Regions from separate parts of the Arachis hypogaea genome. Here region 2 is linked to region 1. Evidence: chromatin contacts called from public Hi-C data. All regions are on one chromosome and are shown on one strand. Each heading gives the region's core, a stretch centred on a gene start, on an enhancer-like site or on the middle of the called end of the contact. The rest is flanking DNA. Distances are from core to core; before and after follow the strand shown. Region 1 has its middle 19 kb from the start of LOC112716381. Region 2 has its middle 22 kb from the start of LOC112716386.

Region 1 (3,656 bases), core at 585-3,084:
TTTTTAAAAACAAAGTATTGTTAATTTTTAGAAAAAGTAAATAATTTGTTTTTTTAATAAAAATAAATTTTTTGAAATACGTATCCAAATAATTTTAAATTAAATAAAAATACTTTATTTAAAAAAAATACTTTTTTTCATTTTAAAAAATAAATCCAAACTAGCACTTATGCTAATTTAGAATGCAACTATGATTACCAAAAACATAAAATAATCAACTAGGTTTTTTAAGTTTTTTCCACCGAAAAAAGTAGACATTTTAAAATTAGTAGCCCAATACTAAGCCCGCAAACATTGGACTTTCTTAATATTATATAAAGCCAACCTATTTCATAATTTCTAATAACTTTTTAAGGATAACAACTACATATCTTTATACATAAAAATAGAGACACGGCCTTGTCCAACAAAAAAAAAACCTGTCCAAGAAAAAGGAGAGAGACACGGGCATTATACTAGAATATATATTAGTCTATGTTTTAAATTTCTCTTTTTCTTTAAAAACATATTAAGATAATGTATTAAGAATTGAGCTGAAGTGGTCGATTCAAATCGAATTAATTGAAAATTGGTTATCAAACCATCTTGGTTTAGAAAAAATTGGTTGCGAGGGAATCAATGAAGTTAGTTAATCAATGATCAGTCAAATTTTAAAAAACCTAATTTAAATGAACTACTACTGCAGCTATGATGAAGCTTCCGAGGGGGAAATGGTATAGAAATGACGAAAGGAAATAAAAGTAGCTCCCTTGAAGAGAAGCAGCCATAATTGAAAGAAAAAAAATTAAAATTTATTATTTTTTATCAGCATTTTTATTTATTAATCTAATTTTTTTAATCTAATAATTTAATTATATATTCTTAGTTCAAACGTGTAAATATTATTGACTAACTATTAGTCAAAAATAATAAATTAACATTTGCCTTATTGAAGAGGTATTGGCAATTTGGCAAGATTCAATAATTTAACAAAACTCGGGAGTTGATCTTTTTTAGTAGAAAAAAATTAGATAGTGTCCAATGTTTGATCTCATCATTCATTATTCTCTCTTATTAATTTCTAGTTCCACTTATAGAATTAAATGTGAGAGATCACACTTTATTCTTTCCAATAAAAAAAATATAGAAAAAATCCATTTCCACAAAACTCCACACAATACCTATACATGGAGATGTGAGAACACTGGAATTCTGGAAAGAACCCATGGCACGTGCATCTCCACATACAGTTGATGCCATATTATGAAGTGGGCAAGTGGCCCAATTCCAATCAAAGAAATCCATCAAATATATTTCAGTCACACAATTTTCATTTTGGATAATATAGGGTTCATGTTGAATTTGGTTCTTGAAAATTTATTGACAAAAGTTAAGTTAGCTTCTTCATTTTTTTTTTTTAAATTTTATCGTTAAGTTTCATGTGGCACTTTAAAAATGTAATATGTGACATGTTTCCACTTTCCACACACATTATTAGTTATTAATTATATGTCGATTTTTTTATATTAAAAACCAATTTGATTCATGTTAATATTTTGAGAAGAAATATTAGAGAATTGTTAAAATTTATTATTTTTTGTTATCAATTAATTATCAATGTTTAAAATATAAGATAAAGTATGTTGTTGAATTATTAGACTAAAAAAACTAAACTAAAATAATTAGATTAAAAACTAAATAATAACTAAAAATAATTGTTCGGTAGTTCGTTGAACCGATTGAGAAAGCGTTGGAAGTGAGGATCAAGAAATGAATGCGGGAGCTGAAGTGAAGAATCGAGCCGGTATGTCATCAGTTGGTCGGTGGGTGGGACCACTTGCAAGAACACTCCGATGGCAAAGTAAGAGTCCGTACGATGAGGCGGCTAATTAGGATTGTAGTGACGTATCTTGGGAGAGGGATAGGCCCCTTTCCTTTATTCATATCTTCTCGGGTGGGCCCTCCTCATGCCAAGGCCCAACCATTTAGAAGCTTCCGCCAGATAGCAAGATCTGTTGAAAAAATCGGAGCACGTGTAGGGCGTCATGCCGTACGAATGAGTAGCAGGTCCGCTTGGTGGACCTTCAACTGTTGGGCTGGGCCAAAACAGTGTCCCCAATGCGTAAGTCATGAGGTTCACGACTAGTACATTCGTCTTGCCCGTGTTCTCGTAGGGGGTGATCTCGAGCTGATGCGTAGGAGTGGCAAAACGGGTCAAACCCTTCGGGCCAACCCGCCGAACTCGCTAAAAAAAGTGGGTCGGCTAGGATTTGGAACCCGCCAAATAAAAAAAATCCGTCAAACCCACACCGCCAAATTTGCGGATTTTGGCGGGGCCTGCCGAGCTAAAGGCTTTTATTTTATTTTATTTTTTTATTAAATAAAAGAGTAATTATTGCTATAAAATTAATAATTATATAATTTTTAAATATTTTTTATTTTTTGTTTTTATTCTTCTTTTAATTATTAACTTTATTTATTTTATTTTACAATTTTGTATATATGTTCAAATTATGTGACTTATTTTTTAAAATAAAAATAGTTCTATTGACAAATATTATTTTGAACAATTTTATTGAAGTTAAAAATTATAAAAAGGATAATAAAAAATTATATTATAATTTGACTAGTTTTTATTTGTATTTAATTTTTTAATTATTAATTTTTATTAATTTTAATGATTTTTCTTAAAAAAAGAGTCAAGCGGGATAACCCGCCAGCCTGCCAATCCGCCATAAAGCGAGGCGGGCTAGCATTTTGAATCCATTTTAGTTGGCGGTGATGGTTTCAGTGGCTAAGAGAAGGGGAAGTTGAATCTTAGCCCCCTTTTTTGCTCAGTAACACTTGCTGGTCTTTGAAATGACTTCAGGAGACTTTTTTATTTTTGTCTCATCTCTAGCCACGAGACTTTTATTTTTTGTCTCATCATTTGGCACGAGATATTTTTCAGTTTTAGCTCCTATGCAGTAGAAACAGAAATGGAGTAGAGAAGAGAGAAAATTACACCCAGATATATCCTAGTTCAGCTGCTAAGTGCAGTGCAGCCTACATCCAGTTTCTATCACAACAATGATGAGATTTCACTATAATCTTCTTGATTACAGACTATAAGTGCTAACCCAACTTACAAGGGGATTCCCACAGAATCATGATACACAATACAGATGTACAAAGGAACTCTAAGAACTCTGTGCCTTGCACTCTCACACTTTCTCCTTGCTTCAAGTCGTGGTTGTTCTCCCTTTTTATAGAAGGGGGAAGCCTCCACAGTTGAAACCAAAAATCAAGCCAACTTCTTCTTCTCCAAGAAACAGAACCGGTTTAGCCAGAGAGAGAGAAGAGATAACCCATGCAAAACCCAACATGCAATTACCTCTAATCCTTCCTTGGTCATCAATCTTCATCAATCCGAGCGCTCCATCTTTAGCTTGCTTTCCAAGATGAATTTCTGGCCCTTGATGTTTCATGATGATGATAGCTTCATCAGCTCTAATCTCTGCCTCTTCCATCACGTAGCCACCCTAGCTACTTCCTGTGGTAGTTGAGCAAAATCAGAGACAAGCCATCCCTCCAAGGATCTTCTCCTTGCTCGCTGAATCTTCTTCAACCATTTTTTGTATGAAGAAGCTAAGATCTCATCACCATATCTTATCATAAGTGATAAGAATCTCAACCAC
Region 2 (3,656 bases), core at 377-2,876, 140 kb after region 1:
TCCCACCTCAATGAAATTATTCATATCACTACCTGCATATGTGAGTCTTATTTGAGATATATATATATATATATATATATATATATATATATAATAATTTTTAAGAAAGGGATATATATAAAGGTTCCATTTGTTAATATTAATAATGTAGTGGGCAGTGGCAGAGCTTCTCGTAGAGGGTCATGTCTCCCAATTTTTTTTATAAAAGAATTATTAGTTGTTGGGTAATGTTAGGTAACTAATAATGATTTTTTTGAACAATATAAACAACAGATGTTTAATTCACTAGGTGTATGGATGGTTATTTTAATATTAAGATTTAAGTGAATAATTTAAGAATGTAATATATTTTTACTTTATTAGATCTATTATTCATATTGTCCACAAAAATCATTATCTACCTGTACTTTTTTTTAGATATTAGATATATATCAAAAGGTATAGTTAGCTCTTTTGGATTAAAATCTTACACTAACAATTTAATAACTTTGTCTTCAATTTAATAGACTTTAATTTTTATTTTTGATCAAATAAACTCTTAAATATCAATTCTAATTGACAAAAAAAAATCTAAATATTTATAGCAATCGATTAATGATTAGTCTATTTTGTCAAACAGAACTAATATTTAAAAGTTTATTTTGTTAACAACAAGAATTAAAATTCATTTTGTTAAAGTCATAATCTTTCGAGTATCAAAATAGTTATTTATTATTTTTTTTCAAATTTAACATGACTACCTAATATCATAGCAACCATGTTAACCGTATATAAAAAATTAGCTATTAAATTAGTTATTTGTATAAGAATAAATTATAATTTTTGTCTCACAATTTTTTTTTTAAAATATTCCTAACATTTAATTGCATTTAATTTTGTTCCTATATTTTTAATTTGTGTCAAAATTATTTTTGGACATTAACTTCATGTGAAATGTTAAAGACAAAATTAAAAATATTTAAAAATAATTTTGACACAAATTAAAAATATTAGAGATAAAATTAAATGAATCGAAAACGTTAAAGACAAAATTGAATAAATTTAAACATTAAAGATATTTTTTAAAAAAATTACAAACGTTAAAAATAAAAAGTATATTTTATCCTTTATATAAAATATATATTTAAATCTATATTACACCTTGAGAATTTGAGAAATAAGACATGGATTATACATACACACAGAGACATGATCACTCATTTGATAGCTAACCTAGTATTTTTGTTACACGAATTAGAACATTATAAATAATCACAATACTAGTGTAATTAACAATTAAATTAAAATGATTACATGAAAAAAATATTCGGATGAGGGTCCATCAATAATAATAACTCACAGTATAAAAATATTTATAATAATCAAATAGAAGTTTGAAAATCTTTCACAGTATCATTATTTTTTCTCCCAACATAATTTTCTTGCTTATTTTTTCTGGTGGGGTGGGCTGAATTCTTCAGAAAAGGGCTGTCTTTTCCTTTATCTGGGTCCAAAAGAATTCTTCGAAGACCAACAATTTGAAGCCCAAGATAAGTGTAAAAACACTATTTACACAACAATTTAAAGCCCAAGATAAGTGTAAAAAGCCCAAGATATATAGAAAAACACACCTGGTAATAATTTAGAAAAACAAAAGCTTTATGGGCTTAGATTATTCACTTTATATGAGCCCAATCTATTTTCTTATGCAAAGGCCTACATTCCATAATAATTTTGTTTATGAAAATTATTAATCACTAAGATAGAAAGTATGAAACAAACACCAAAGAAAAAAAAACGGATCATACATTTATAGGAGGCAAACAAAAAGGATCTGAGCGGGGCTGAAAATTTTAATTTTTTCCAGAGGGAAAAAAATTTTTGGCTAAAAAAAAATGAACGATTCCTTAGTCTATTCTTCTTAAATCAACAATTTATTAAAGTATAAGTTGTTAAAAACTCATTATACTCGATGTTATATTAAAAATAAAATTATTTAATTTGCTTCGTATGTATATATATGTATTAGAACAATTTAACTAAGTATTTTGAATAATCATAGAAAAACTGCGGCAGAAAATAAAAAGGTCACCGTAAACTTTGGTGATAGTGATGAATCAAAGTTTTGAGAAAAGTTGAAGCAGACACATAAACGCAGGGATAGCCATATTACCATCAAGGTTGTTTTCTTCTTTTTCTACAACATGACAAATTATAACAAATCAACTTGAGCTTCTTTTTCCTCTTATGTGTGACTCTTTATGCATGCACTTATTCTTATCATATCAAACATCTAATGTATGCAATAAGCTAGAGGCCTAAAAGCTATTATTTCTCTTTTTTTATTTAATTACTCTGTTAATTTTATAGTTTTATTAAATTTTTAGTTTGGTCTTTATATTATAATAGTTTGTAATTAAGATTTTATATTAAAGAAAAACTTTTATCAATATAAGAATTCAATTATAAAAATTTAAACCGTAAAGACCTAATTAAAAAATTGATAAAATTATAGAAACTAATCAAATAATTAAACAATTTTTTCAAACTTCTAATCGTATAATTTTTTGGTGATATGTATGTGGGTTAGATATGATATGATTTTTTTTGTAATTTCTTTTTGTTTTTTGGTTGGGGAACATAGATAATGACTTGTTTGATTGAAGATTTCACAGAAACTAGGAACATTTCATTTTCATATCTATGTAATGTATGTGAGGTGTACTTCCCACTTTTATCTCTTTAATTTGATGCAGCCTGTGACATGATTCCGTGTTTTTCTGTTGTCCTCAAAGCTTCAATTACCAGTATACCAAACTCCTTTCTCCTTAGCTTATTTCAAAGGGTAAATTTATATATATATATATATATATATATATATATATATATATAATTATTTGGTTTGTTACTGTAGTTGCTAAATTTATAATTAAATTTTTATACTTTTTTTTAATTATGTCTCTATACTATTTTTAATTTTTTAATTAAGTATTTTTTATGTTAAAAATATTAAAATTAACAGAATATTTTTTTTTCAAAATATATAATCAAATATCCAATTATATTCTTAATTTTAGATACCTTCGATATGTAGAAAAAATATTCTATTAATTTTAATATTATTTATATTAAAAATGATCTAATTACAAAATTAAAAATAGCTAGTATACGAATTCAAATTAAAAATATATATATAACGACTTAATTAAAATTTTAGTAAAATTATAAAGATTATTAGAATAATTAAACCTATATATATTAAAAAGTATGGCTATACATCTTTGACAATATTATTTAAAAAATTGCTAAGATTAAATTTTATATTTTTATGATATATTTTAAGTATTGTCAAAATTATATAATCGTCCTAATTTAGTGTTGCTTAGCCATAAATATGTGTGTATAAAACAAATTAAAATCGTCATAATTTTATTAGGACCAATTGTATTAACTATGGCGATGTTATTCAATATAATAATGAATACAACGGTTGGGGGAAAAAAACACCTTAGGTTATCTCAAATTAAAGTGCATCCATCTTTTACTTATTGTGCTATGAAGTTTTATTTGTGTTGTAAGTTCCCTATCAGAGAAGGCCTTACAAAAGAAAGTGCATTAATTCTTGGAAAAAGAGGGGAATAATATTAAACAAATTAATTTTGAATCTTTAATTGCTA

The links. Hi-C and Micro-C count contacts between places; a contact is called where the count stands out from the background.
Region 2: a contact with region 1 is called in a Hi-C map of an unstated tissue, with 3 times the contacts expected there. The contact joins two enhancer-like sites. A contact is called at or near these places in 2 of 8 Hi-C or Micro-C datasets (leaf and an unstated tissue).

The regions. Positions count from the first base shown.
Region 1 is chr10:108,004,642-108,008,297 of arahy.Tifrunner.gnm2.J5K5, forward strand. No RefSeq gene overlaps it. Among protein-coding and RNA genes, the nearest start is that of LOC112716381, 19 kb to the right of the region's middle. Within about 2 kb of position 1,835, at least 2 of the 3 cell types and tissues checked have open chromatin away from gene starts, as enhancers often do.
Region 2 is chr10:108,143,040-108,146,695 of arahy.Tifrunner.gnm2.J5K5, forward strand. No RefSeq gene overlaps it. Among protein-coding and RNA genes, the nearest start is that of LOC112716386, 22 kb to the right of the region's middle. Within about 2 kb of position 1,627, at least 3 of the 3 cell types and tissues checked have open chromatin away from gene starts, as enhancers often do.